2 separate regions of the Acanthopagrus latus genome follow, and region 1 is linked to region 2. The links are chromatin contacts, called in public Hi-C maps. All regions are on one chromosome and are shown on one strand. The core of a region is the stretch at or near the end of the contact, and the rest is flanking DNA. Distances in the headings are between cores, read along the strand shown. Region 1 holds the start of macrod1 (ADP-ribose glycohydrolase MACROD1). Region 2 holds the start of ccdc88b (coiled-coil domain containing 88A).

Evidence for each region. A called contact is a pair of places that touch in the nucleus more often than the background predicts.
Region 1: a Hi-C map of muscle shows a contact between it and region 2, with 4 times the contacts expected there. The contact joins the promoter of macrod1 here to the promoter of ccdc88b in region 2. A contact is called at or near these places in 3 of 4 Hi-C or Micro-C datasets (liver and muscle).

The regions. Positions count from the first base shown.
Region 1 is chr18:23,440,468-23,446,850 of fAcaLat1.1, reverse strand. macrod1 (ADP-ribose glycohydrolase MACROD1) reads left to right here and starts at 2,676. Exons shown (of 9, transcript XM_037078164.1): 1 at 2,676-3,231; 2 at 4,673-4,771; 3 at 5,824-5,931. The coding sequence starts at 2,817. fermt3b (fermitin family homolog 3b) reads right to left here and starts at 2,183. Exons shown (of 15, transcript XM_037078150.1): 1 at 1,212-2,183.
Region 2 is chr18:23,245,248-23,252,133 of fAcaLat1.1, reverse strand. ccdc88b (coiled-coil domain containing 88A) reads right to left here and starts at 4,485. Exons shown (of 28, transcript XM_037077551.1): 1 at 4,425-4,485; 2 at 1,982-2,130; 3 at 245-353. The coding sequence starts at 4,436.

The DNA.
Region 1 (6,383 bases), core at 1,427-3,926, 200 kb before region 2:
TGAAAGAAAATTTAAGTTTCTCTCTGGGATCAATAAAAAAACTTCAGATATCAACAAATATTTTCTAACGTATTTCATAACAGTGCATAGAAAATGATGGCTAAAATCTGATGATGCTTTTTTAAGAAGGACAAAAAGAACATTCATTAGCAACAGGATAAACAACATTTAAAGCAACATTATGTGGAAACTGGCACTTTGTGCGATTTGGCGCCCCCCAGAGTTTAAGTGTGCAACACCACTGTTGCAAATACAAATAATGTCTGTAACAATTTGTCGATTTGTAGGTGCTAACTACAAATAAAACTCATTACATCATAAGAATGTTTGTCTCATGTATGTTGAAATAAACACGTTGTGATCCTACCATCTCACTGAAGTTACAGTGCAGAGACAAGTGATAGAGGGGCGGAGTGGCTGAGACAGAGACACGGTACCATCAACATGAGTTAGAAGCTGTTATTATAAGGTAAAAAAGTGACATGATGTTGTTATTGGTAACTTGATAGCTTACTTCAGCTCCCCAGAGCACTGAAGATAGTAAATGACAAAAAGGGAGAACAAACGACCCGTCTATCATAATTTAGACAATCAGCTGTGACGAAAAAAGGCTCAAACTCATGGTTCAGTATCACATGATACTGAGTAGCACCAACACACACACACACACACACACACACACACACTGTATGAGTGAGTTGACTTTGGCAACATGTCCAGTTTGATGGATTTACTTCCTGTTTCTGACTTGAACTATCACCAGGGACACACGCTTCCGCTTTCTGACCCGCCCAGGGTGAATGTTCATCCAATGCCGATACCGCAACCAACTGTATGTGTATGAAAGTGTAAACCCACCTTAAAAATATCAATTTAAAGGATTAAAATGTTTGTCTTTCCTCCATGTATCTGTATTTTCAAGGAATATACCACTGACAGTTAGACAACAATGAACAGATGACATGCATGCACCACTCTTTACCTCCTTTGGAAGCCTAAACTTTATTTATCTGCATGTTTCTGAATATAAGTTCTGATCTGTGACCAGTTCACCTGATGTGATCCAATGATCGACCTCACATCTACAGATTTAATACAAAAGCCTCACACGTACATCTTGCCTGAACTCTCGGCCTTCATGCTTTCTCCCTTTCTCTCACGGTGTCACAAGCACTCACTCACACACACACTCACACTCTGAAAGACAGTACCGTTAGTCTCCTTGGTCCAAGGTTTTGAGAAATTTAGACTCGGGGAACTCCTGGGCCTCTGTCAGATCGGTGAAGAAGTTTCCCAGTTGTTTTTCTGTGAAAATTTGCAGTAGTTTCGCCTTTCTCAGGCTGGGCAGGTTGTGGTCTGTCGGCGTTGCTTGTGTCACTTTTGTCAGGCTTGTTCCTTTTTTTTTTTTGTCAGTTTCCGCCAGCCGGAAATGTGAAAAGGGTTTCATGATTTGAGTGACAGGCTGTTAGAGTGATGCATATTTGGCAATGTGTGTGTGCAAGGGCATGCAGCCTATTTGGGGGAGAGATATGAAATGTTAAATGAACAGATGCACACTATCACTCTCCCTTTGTCTTTCTTCTCCCATTTCCTTTTTTTTCGAGACCTGTAAGCACACATGAAATAGTTTGATTATTGATCATGTTGCAAGATCAGCAATAAGTATTTGGGTGTGGGTTAGTAATGCCGCATTTTAGCAGCTGACAGCTGTCAGAGTTTATGCCTCAGAGGCTGAGTAAAGAATATTTAGGCAAAAATAAAGCTATGAGAGGCAAAATAAATGATAATATCCCTCTAAAGGTGGCAGCAGTTTTAAGGATTTACAACATAATAGTATGACTACATTTTTCCACACATTCAGATGTAGGCCTACAAACAGCTAGCGGGTACCACACTTATGCAGCCTTCGGGAGGACTTTTTTCTACAGTGTGTTAATAAGGAAAATAATGGTATTAATATGTATGAAAACCCACTTAACATTGTGTATTATAATCTAAAATCAAACAGCCTACTGTATGGTATATCAAATAGTGCTGCAGAATACTTGGTTTTATATATTTTCCCACAAACGTCCTGTTTACTACAGATGGCTTACGTTTTATCTCCCCTTGCTGGAATACTAGCTGGGTTATATTTAGCCCACTAGCATGTTGTGGCATTTAAATATGACCTCAACATTAGTTAGGGATACTGGTGCATATATGCGTGTGCACGGATGTGCAAAAAAGTCAAATTGAATGTGTCATAAAAACACAAAATAAAAATTCAAATATGTCACAGAGCAAACAATCAAGCACTTAAATATCCCTAACTAACTATATAAATAAATAAATAAACATTTGGTCCGCTAGTATTTTTTGTTCGGCCAGTGTGCCTTCATTTTTTAATTCTAATATTTCCGACAGTCCTGAAGGATGCGTAAGCTTGTGGTCATTCGCTTCGGCTTCCCCATGTCAACTCAGTAGGGGTTTACACTCAGAGTTGAGACTGAAACATAGAAACGCTGGTAACACTGCAGCATATCCTTCTCATTAGTCATTAACTAAATTCCTAACGCCGCCAATTTACACCACATTAACGCATATCTAAACTTTTAAAAGCCTGTTGTCTTCCCAGCAGCAGTCACTTAGCACCCCTCGTAAATGGTACATTCCACACGTTAACGTCTAAAAACAAATATGGCACATGAGAGCGTTTGGTGACAGAGGTGTGTACGCTCCTAGTCGAAAACGAAACCGAACCACGGCGTGGCTGACTCGGTGACATTTGAGTTACAGCAGCACGATCCGTGTGGTCCCCTCGGCGTCACTCAGGCATGGCACTGCAAATATCAGCTCTATTTTCATACATCAGAGCCCCTCTGTGCACCGGCCCTGTGCCCCGTGTCCGTGCTACCTTCCCGGGTGTCAAGTTCAAACACATTTTAACTAGTGGGAGCCGCCAGCTCGGGGGGAAGCCAGCAACAAGTCCTGTCCGCGGCCATATTAACGTTGCCGCCAGAGCCGAGAAGTTCTCTACAACAGCGACAGCAGGGTTTTGGAAGTCCAACCAGGGGAACGGTTCCTCCTCACCCGGGGGGAGGAGAGGCTGGCTGGGTAAAGTCGCCCTCGGTGCCGCCCTCGGAGTGGGCACAGTCGCGCTGGTCCAGTCTCTCCACACCGGAACCCTCACCGCCATGGCCCTCAAAGTTAACCTGAACTCCGATGAGGGAGGCTGGAAGGAGACCAAGGGTGAGACTGTGCAACCGAAGTCCTGAGGATTTTAATTTAACGTGACAGCAGCCGCCCTGCGCCGTGCTTTATCAATAGACGGAGGAGAAACCTGCGAGCTGTTACATGGCCTACAAACACCTGTCCGGCTGTCAGTTAGTGAGCCTGTGTGCTTTTAAAATGGATGCTGGTCAAATCAAACAGTCATCACAACAAAGCAGCAACACGAATACATACATACATACATACATATTAGACCCTAAAACAGTTAAAGTTCTAATGTTGTCATCTGTAATGTCAAATCACAGTTAGCGCACCATTAACTATATGATATATACAATAGCCTTCATTAAAAACAAACAAAAAAACATGATGTAACACAGAATATGTATGATATAGAAACATTTGAACTTCAGCTTATAATCATTACAATCAATTATGTATCCCAAAAGTGATGTCTCGTGTTCAGTTGCTCAACAAATAAGCTCCTCAGAACTTTGTTTGAAGCGAGAAAGGTGGCAGGGTCCGCCAAATATAAACAAAGTACAACAGTGTCATTGTGTTGTGCTTTAATGTCCGTTTACTTGGTGTATTCAGTCAGAAAATTGAAGATAGTTTGTTTATTGGCATTGAAAAACAGGCAATAAAGATCTTTCTGTTCTGATCCAAAACTATATAGTGCACCTTTAATTTGAGACTGTTGAATGCAAAAAGTAAATTATAGAGTTTGGGAAGTTGTGACTTGAAACTCTTTTTTGTTTTTCATTCAGTAACCTGTTTTCTAGACAGCTGGCTTATAAACCTGTCAACATTAGTTTAGGTGCTGTCATCATATGGCAGTCTGTCAATATTCACTTTTACCCTATTGCTGACAGTTTGTCTTGGCACTTATCTATCCTTGCTCCTGTCATTTTTTTGCAAAGCTGTTCTGTAACTTTTGTCTTCTGCTCTGTTGTGTTGGCTTGCTGTATTGTTTGTCTTCTGTCGCTCTGTAATTTGCTCTGCTTTTGTTGCTGCCCATGTCTTTGTCGTGCTTTTACTGAAACCGACATGCCTTACATTATGATTTCTGTTTGGCATACGTATGCACAGTCCCTGAGAAATAAACTGGATAAATTAATAAATACAAATAAAATCAGTAATCATAATCAATTGATCAAGTGATTTATTGGCTTAACACAGTATGTTGTTGTCTTTATATTGTAAATCTCTACTTGAACAAACTTGAAATACACAAAAAAACATTAGGATCAAAATCTCACAGTAGAAATGATACTGTACATGAGCTTCTTTAGGAGCTTATTTGTCCTAAACTTCATTAAACGTAATTTCTTCAGGCTGGTATGCTGAAAGTACCATAGTTCTCTGTTCCGTCACTTAAATATTTTTTTACAAAATGTTTCTTTCAAGTCAAGCTAAAGAGATTATTAACTGCCTGTTCTCTCTCTCCATCATCTCTCAGACTTCTTACTGTCTCTGTCGGTGAAGGACAGGCGTCAGTACTACAGGACTTCCGGCTTCGTGCCACTGGATGACATCCCAGTGTGGACTCCCGCTGCAGGTCAGACTCCCAACATCAATCACAATCACTGTCAAGTTCATTCAGGGTCGGGTGGTCGTGGTGTTGAGGCTTTCTGGGAGGGGGTCCAAAGACAGGATCTCTCTGACTAGTTTTATCCTGTAGTGGACTAAATCAGGTTGAATAACTTGCACACTCAGAGCATTTCAACTTCACATGTAACTACAGGGGAGTCTCTGTGCATTATACAAAATAACAGAAAAGAAAACATGCAGAAGTAGACACACATACACTCACTCACTCACTCACTCACTCACTCACTCACTCACACACCTACAACAATGTTAATATGACAGGGTAGCTAGCCCACTTTTCATCAAGGTAAAACAGAAAGCGATTTGAGTTCCCAGTCAGTGAAATCAGGAGGGATCATAGCGACAACAGAAAACAATGTGTTTTTTTCGGTCTGTAATTCAAAGTGCCAACAAAGCTTGACTCTCAAATGTGCAGTGGTAGATGATTCCAGAAAAGAGGAGCACAGTAGGCACAGGCCTGACTACCAACAACAGTTCTAATGAGAGATCAGGCTGTAAATGTATGAGGGAGCCAGTCCATTTAAAGCCTTGCAAGTAAAAAGGAGAATTTTGAAGTCACTTTTTGTCTGAATCAGTTGCCAATACAGAGACATCACTAACGATGTTACTCCCATATTATTATGTTTATTATAAATAACACATAACAATAAGCTCATTTTGATTTGACTTCTGTCAGAATTCAAAATTTATTCTCAGAATTCAGCAACTGGCCCAATAAAATCCAACTCATATTGAAGTTTGTTTGCAATACATTTCTGTTATTTGTATAAAACGAATTACTTATTCTTTTATCTTGATATATATTTGTTGAACCAATGTTTTTTGTGTAGATCTCTGATTGTTGGTTAATACATTTTTAATCTGATTAATTCTTAACTCCTGATTAACCGTTAACACCTCAGTATAGAAACAAACCACCAAGACTTAGTTATTATGCAAACTGATCAGGTAATCCAATCTTGACAGTGAATGTACTGCGTGTGTCTGTCTCATTATCAGGTGGATCTGGGCAAACTCGCTACAAGAGGAATGAAAAACTGGACCAGAAGATTTCCCTCTACAGCGGTGACATCACCAAACTGGAGATAGATGCTATCGTCAACGCAGGTATGTGTGTGTAAGCGAGCGACGAGTGTCAGTGTGTAGATTAGGTGGTCGCTGATGATCTGTATTCATACATGCTAAATCAAAATGAAAAGGCAAGACAAACCATTTCATTGTATTTTCTTTACATGCAATTAAAGTATTTAGTGGGAAAAAAAAGCAACTCATGTGCAAGAATAAAATGAAGCAGGAAGCCAAACTGTGGGAAATATGAGGGAGGATTATGGATAAAAAAAGATCTGTGTGCTAAGATGAAGTGCAGCCCCCAGTCTGTTGAAGCAACGACGTACATATGCTGTACATACATCTAGCAGAAAACACCTGTGAAGGTGGTTTGTGCTGTTTTCTGTGTGTGTGGGAGGGACAGCTACAGGCTTTATTATGGTTGTACACAAACTGACAAGTCTTCTTTAGAGACTTGAACATACAGCATGTTCAAATACAAGAACAACAAA
Region 2 (6,886 bases), core at 3,236-5,735:
TACATGTACATTTCTACAAATTGTTACAAAACTCCCCTTTTAAATAGAGACAAAAGTTGAACAACTTATTCCCTTTGCGGCCACAAATTCTATCTCAGGAATCAAAAGACTGTGCATGTGTGTAATAGGACTGAAAGTTGAATCAGTGGGTTTCATCCTTCTGTGAAATGTTCGGAGAAAACAGTGTGTTGACTCTCAGACCATCACTGATGATCTGATCTAACACACACACACACACACAAACCTGGTAGAAGGCTCTGAGGTGTCGATTTAAAATAGAAAAGTTCTGGACTCTCAGCATGTGATCGCCTCTCTCGCTGGCGTACAGCCGCTCCACCTTGGGGTTCGGGTCTCTGTGACAAACACACAAAAAAAAGAGACAGCTGTGAGTTTTTGCTGCAGCTTGATCAACCAGCCCGGCGCCACGCTTCTCCAGATGAGAAGTCCTTATGCAATGGTGCATTTGAGCAGAGAGTGAATAAAATTTTAATGAGCCTGAGAAGCAGGCGGTGAGAATCCACATGCAATTATTTGTTGAAATAACGTGGCTTGGGTCAGGCCAAATTTATCAGCTGTTCAACAAACACAGACTCCGATCTCGTCTTGCCAGTTTGAGGGAGAGAAAAAGGCTTTATCCTGCCCGAAATTTGAGCACAGAGATAAGGAATTCATTAAAGATGACTAACAGGCTGGCACATATGCAGAAACCCATTTCATGATTCACTGGAAATTTGTGGCAAATATGAATGGGTCGTACATTTATGCCATCCTTTCACACAGGCTGCAGAACAATGCCTGGTTACAAAAGGGAATGTGATGAATGTTGCATCAAATTTCATGCGAGTAAAAAACAAAACTAAGAGCCGTGCCAGCAGCTCTGTGAGGCAGCACTCAGGTCTAGCAGTGCAAATAATAACTTAGCTAAAATACTGATATTAAAGAGGCAAGTTCAACATCTTAGTTTGGCATGTTAGCGCGCTAACATTTGCTCCATGTTAACATAAAACAAAGAACGAGACAAGTTTGACATGTTGACCTCACGATGGCACTAGACTTCATGTCAGGAGTTCACCAAAGTGATTACAAGTTGTAAGTTGGGGGTGTGGATGTGTACATGACAATCCATCCTGTAATTGTAGAGACATTTCATGAGAAACACAAATATGAATCCTAGAGGAAAGGTCAGAGGATTACCAAGAGTAACGTTCATCCTCTGAGGACCATGACCATGCAATAGATGCTATTCATTTCGCCACAAATTTTAAAATTACGGCACAAAGGAAGAGCATCTTCTACTGTTATTGTTGATTTCCCATTGTTGATTGTTGATTGATTGTTTTGTTGTTCAATATCCCCAGATAACGATGGAAAAACTGGAATAAACGTGTAAATAAAAAGAACCCCACTCAGAAGATGACAGAGGAAGAAGGATGGAAACTGAGGTAAAGTAAGTCTGAAGTGTTAAATTTTGTTCCCCCCTTGATGTGTGTTTCTCTTGACAACTGGGACTTGACTCGGTTCAAAACCAGCATTCTTTCTACTGGATTGTTTAGTAGCAAACCAATCAAAACAACCGAGGCTTTAACTTAGATTGTGATCTCTCGGCCAAATTGAGATTCTTACAGCTTTTTTGTTTTGTCGCTTCGGACAGAAGCTGAGCTGCTCGCGGTAGCCATGTTGCTAATGTGCTCGTAAAAGCAGTGGCCACAGTAATACCACAGCTAAACACTGGGAGTTGAATTATATTATGATGTAAAATGGTTCCTCACTCAAATGTTGGCCTTTTTGCAACTAACTGCATGGTTTAACAAATGTATTTTTCTGTTTGCAACATAAAATATTTCCACAAATATCTTAAAATAAGCACTTATAAATTTCTATTTTTAATTAAATCTCATCTGTCCTTGTCTAGTCACCACTTCCACCACAGCCGGTGTGTAACCGCGAGACAATGGAGCAAGAAAATCTTGATCAATCTTACATGACCCGCATGACCTCATTGAGGAAAATCCCATTGGTCAGCCTCATGTAGCGTTCCCGGGCACTCTGGGAAACTGAGTTCACTTCCATGTACTGGCTATAGAGCGGGGCGCCGTCCTCTCTCTCCACCATCTTGTCAAACAGCTGAACCTGAAAGAGACATGAGGAAAAGCATGAGCGTGTACCAAGGAAACCAGAGAAGAAGAAGGGGGTCGCTGCGTCACTGAATCCTTGCTCTGGTGCCAGACTTTGCTGACAGCTGTATTGAAGCCTATGGGAGATGCATTGAGAATAACACAAGATATCTACTTCGTGTGACTTCTGAAGATGAAATGCTTCCAGAAAATAACAGAACACACTTCAGAGAGATGGTGAACCACTGATTTTCTTTTTCCAAATGACTGACAGGGCTGATAATATCGTGACCAAACCAAGTGACACTGCAATAACGCTGCGACTCAAAGGAGCTTTCTCCAAAAAGAAATCAAATGAATAGAAATGTGCTCTTTTATTTTCTGGCGGCATCTCTTCATCAGGCGTCGCTCCACGCAGATACGCTAGGTTTTAGTGTGTTTCTCCCGGAGACTGTCACCACAGTCTGGCGCCAGAGAAAGATTTTGTGACGTAATGACTGTTCCATCGTTTCTTTTTCCTTTCCTTGACGAGGACGAGGGAGAACGAGAGAGGAAGAGACGAGGAGGGGGATGGAGAGGTTCAAACATTTTTCACACAGGAAGCCACTTGAGTTGGTGCACCTGTCTGGACAGGTGGAATCTGTGCTCTCACACTGGGAAGCACTTCACAGTGACAGGCAGCCAAGCAGGACCGAAGCCAAGGTCTCTCCCTCTCTGTGCTAAGAAGAGCTGTGCCAATGCAAACTGCAATATAATGAGGCTTATTCCCACCTGCACCCTCTAAAAAAACCGCACTGTCGGTAAACAGAGTAACAAGCTCGAGTTGGTTCAGTATGATAAGGTGAGGCAGAGCGGCTCCAGACCCTGAGCGACAGGATAGACAGAGAGCAGCACCAGTGGACGTCCTTCAGCCTATGTGAAGCAGGGTGAAAACTCTCGTGTCAGTGAATAACCACCCTGCTGAAGCGCCCTTGAGCCAGCTGCGGGCATCCTGTTGAGCCTCACCTCTGACCCCCTCTCTGGAAGAGGGCAACTTTAAAGAGTACCCTCGAGGGTTCAGTACAGTATCACATTATATCATAAATACTGCTCATTGACCAGAAGAGGGAGAGAGAGAGAGAGAAAAAAAAAAAATCCCCTCGGGCTGATTGGTTTCCCATGTGGAAAACCCAGCTGGAAATCCAGTCTGTTACAAACCCAACAAATCCTCAACATATTTTAGAGATCATTTTCTCTTTTATACACAGCACATGACTTCATATTAGTTTCAAACGAGAGATGGCCCAAGGACACGGAAGTTTCACGGCTAGCACAGGAAAAAAAAAAAAAAAAAAGTTGGCCACTAAGAGGCGAGGGAAGCTGCCAAAAGGAGAAGTAGGGTGTTTGTTTTGCTGAACACAATGGCAAGAAGGCTTTATCTAGGCTTTTTAGCTGTTTAGTCTGCTCTCCTTTTTATATGTATCAAAGTAAATGGAACAGGAAAAAAAAACTGTAAAAGACACTGAGTGTTTGTGACTGTAAAATAATAGTGCTCTCTTCAGAATAAGCCTCAGTCCAAGGCCGATTTCTACAGTTTTAACACTGTGTGATTCCCTGCAGAAAAGATGACCTTTCCTCTAACTGAGAGTGATAAATGATAAATGACGTACCCATTGCGCCAACGCACTTTCCATGAATTCCTCTATTATCTCCATAATGTTAGAGTCCATTGTTGTGTCAGGAGAGCTGCGATACTCTCCACAAGGCAGCTAATTAAAGAGTATTATCAACGCCATGCGTGCAATGAATCAAAGGGAGAGAATCCATCTTGTGTCAAGTGAAGTAGTTTGACATTTGTGCGGCCCTTCCCCTCCTCCTCCCTGCCTCTTCCTCTCTCTGACTGTGTGTCAGTTTCATTGCAAAACCACACCGGAATTTACTAAACGCACATGTTGCTTCATTTTTTTTTTTTATTTTTTTTTTCTCCTAGCCGACAGTAACACACGCCCTCAACACGTCGGCTGACGTCGGCCCACACGGGTATTTTCACAGATAGTAGCCCAGGAGACTGAACATAAACAAAAAATGACGAAAAGTGAATGGAGTTTGGTGCGGGTTTACGGGGATTGACGATGTTGTGCCTCGTTAATATCACATTTTTAATATCCGGCATTTTTCATAGACATACGCATGTGGAAATGCATTGATTTGACATATGACATAGCTCAAAACACGTTGCTGCATAATGTGAATTACAGTTGCTTATGGAGCGGGTTATTTGCATAAGAAGCCCACGCAGCCCCACAGAGTTATTTCAGCTCAGTAACTTACTGGTTTTCTCATGAACAGGACGACTGGAGTTATTACGGTGATTAAACGTGTCAGGGATGCAGGGTCGCCAGTATTAAAAACGGATTCAAATCCAAATTCAAGCACTGTCCAATAGCGAACTCTGGTGGTTAAAAATAAAACATAAAGTTCATATTTGCCCATTTAAGAATGCATTACATCATTATTTCCGTAACAACAGCACCAGGGGAAGTTGTTTTATTTTGGTGCAGCACTTCCTGTTGTTACATGAACACATATCTCTGTACCTGCAGAACAGTATTAGTCATTTTGTAGAGACTCACTCTGTTCAGGATATGGTTTTATAGTTGTTTATTTATATCATGTGGTGCTGTTTTACGGTCAGGGGAAGCCATTTGAGCACACAGATGATCAATAAGTGTCTTCATGTAGAGAACACGATATAGAGTTAGAGTGTTTGATACTACGGTTCGTTTACTTAAATAATTGCGACAAAACAGTGATATTCAAGCCACCGATAAAATTACCTTGCATAGTCAGTTCTTACACACAGTTGAGCACAAAAAGAACAAAACTTTGACCCAAGACAGACACAGAAAATTCAGTCTGTTATCTACTCGACCACACGCTCCATGATGGAAAGTTGGGTGAACTTTCGCAGTCCACAAAACATTTCTGGAGCTTCATGGCAAAACGGCGTCCCAGCGTTATCCCCAAACAACTGAAGCGGACGAAGCACAGGCCCCGAGTTGGAAAGAGGTTATATGCAGCCTGGACGCAAGGTCAAGTTATGTACCCACCTCAGACATTTTTTGCTGAGCAGCTATAATGAATCTTTCTGCTAAAGAAGTTGTAAATAATCTCTTTACAAACCAATTTGAGATCTCTGGGTTTCTGGAGACTTGGATTATTTCAGAAAAGCTGCGTGGAGCCATTTTATGATTGAATTTTCATTTTTGGGTGAACTTACCCTTTTATTACTCTTATTAGTGACAACAAAAACATGTTTTCTGCTTCAGTGTGTCATTATGAAGTGTTGTTGGCGCAGTGTGAGTTAGAATAATGAAACTATCAGTGTTTGTGCTGCTTCCCTTTAAAGTTTTGCTGTCACTGTACAGATTTGTCTGCCAACAGTCACGTGGTCATGCAGTTAAAGGAAGGTCAGCTGGGGATCCATTTCTATCAAGACTGAAATGATTGGTGTTGTTATTTGCAGCTCAGGAAGAAAATCTGCATGTTGCTACTTTTTAAGACAACTAACTGCAGTTACTAACTTTCTGTACATTAAAGGCGCTTTAGTTTTGTGGAGGAAATTTTCAAATCAGAAGTAAACGGTTATTCACTGACGGAATTGTATGCCGAAACAAACTAAATTTAAAAAATGCTTTGTCTTCATAACTGAAAAACTGAATGAACAAACTGACCTTGAAGGACAACACGATTTCATGCTGTTGTACTTTTATGTGTGGCGGACCCTGCCACCTTTCTAGTTTCAAACAGTGTTCTGGAATTATTCTACAAAACTACATAGTGCCCCTTCAGTCATTGAAATACAGGTAATGTACTTGAAGTAGGTTGCTGCAATATACCAATACTGAACATAATATGATAAAAAAAATTTAAAAAATCAATACTGACCTGTGTTAATCATATACGTATGATATTACTGTGGCAATAATCCAGTGTGGATGTTATGACTCACCTGGTTACCTTTTCACTATTCATCATGTGTAACTGTTTGTCACAAACTCTCTCCACCTCACTGCTCTAATATTTTAAGTGTAATACATGTGCTAATTAAAAAAACAACAGTAAACTAAAGCAATGGAAACAATTCTAACTTTCATTAATATCACAGTATATAAATATTTATATAATATATAAATTCATTTGGCCATGACAGTCATGTAAGGAAAATCTTAAATCCTGACAGTCCTGGTTTGAAGGATGCCTGAAACCAAACGTCCAGCCTGACCTCTCGTGTACCAAACCTGTGTTTGAATATCAAAGAACCCGCCTCTCTGCGACCACTGTTAGGATTAAAATAAAACATTCATTGTCCTCATTCTGTGATAGAGTTTTATTCAAGAAGAATGAGCACACATTGGATATACCTGTAGCTAGGACAGATCACCATCAAATATCCTTTGCAAATAAAAAGCATTTTAAAAACTGTGTTAGCGTTACAAAACAACCTCCGACGACATGTTGGATGAGCGCGCTGTCGAGTGTGTTCCTGCGTGCTGTCAGTGTGTGCTGATACTGCTTGTGCAGCAGGTCTGGGATTAACCATACCAGGATTATCAGATTGTTTCAGAGCTGCCAGAATAGACACAATGACAGCTTCATATAGGGCAATCGCACTCACACGCACGCACACTCACAAACACACGCACTTAATCCAACTCTCCTTTGCTGAACTCAGATAACCCACACTCTATTATTTTACGTGTACAAAAGGAAGCCAACACTACTTAGCAGTC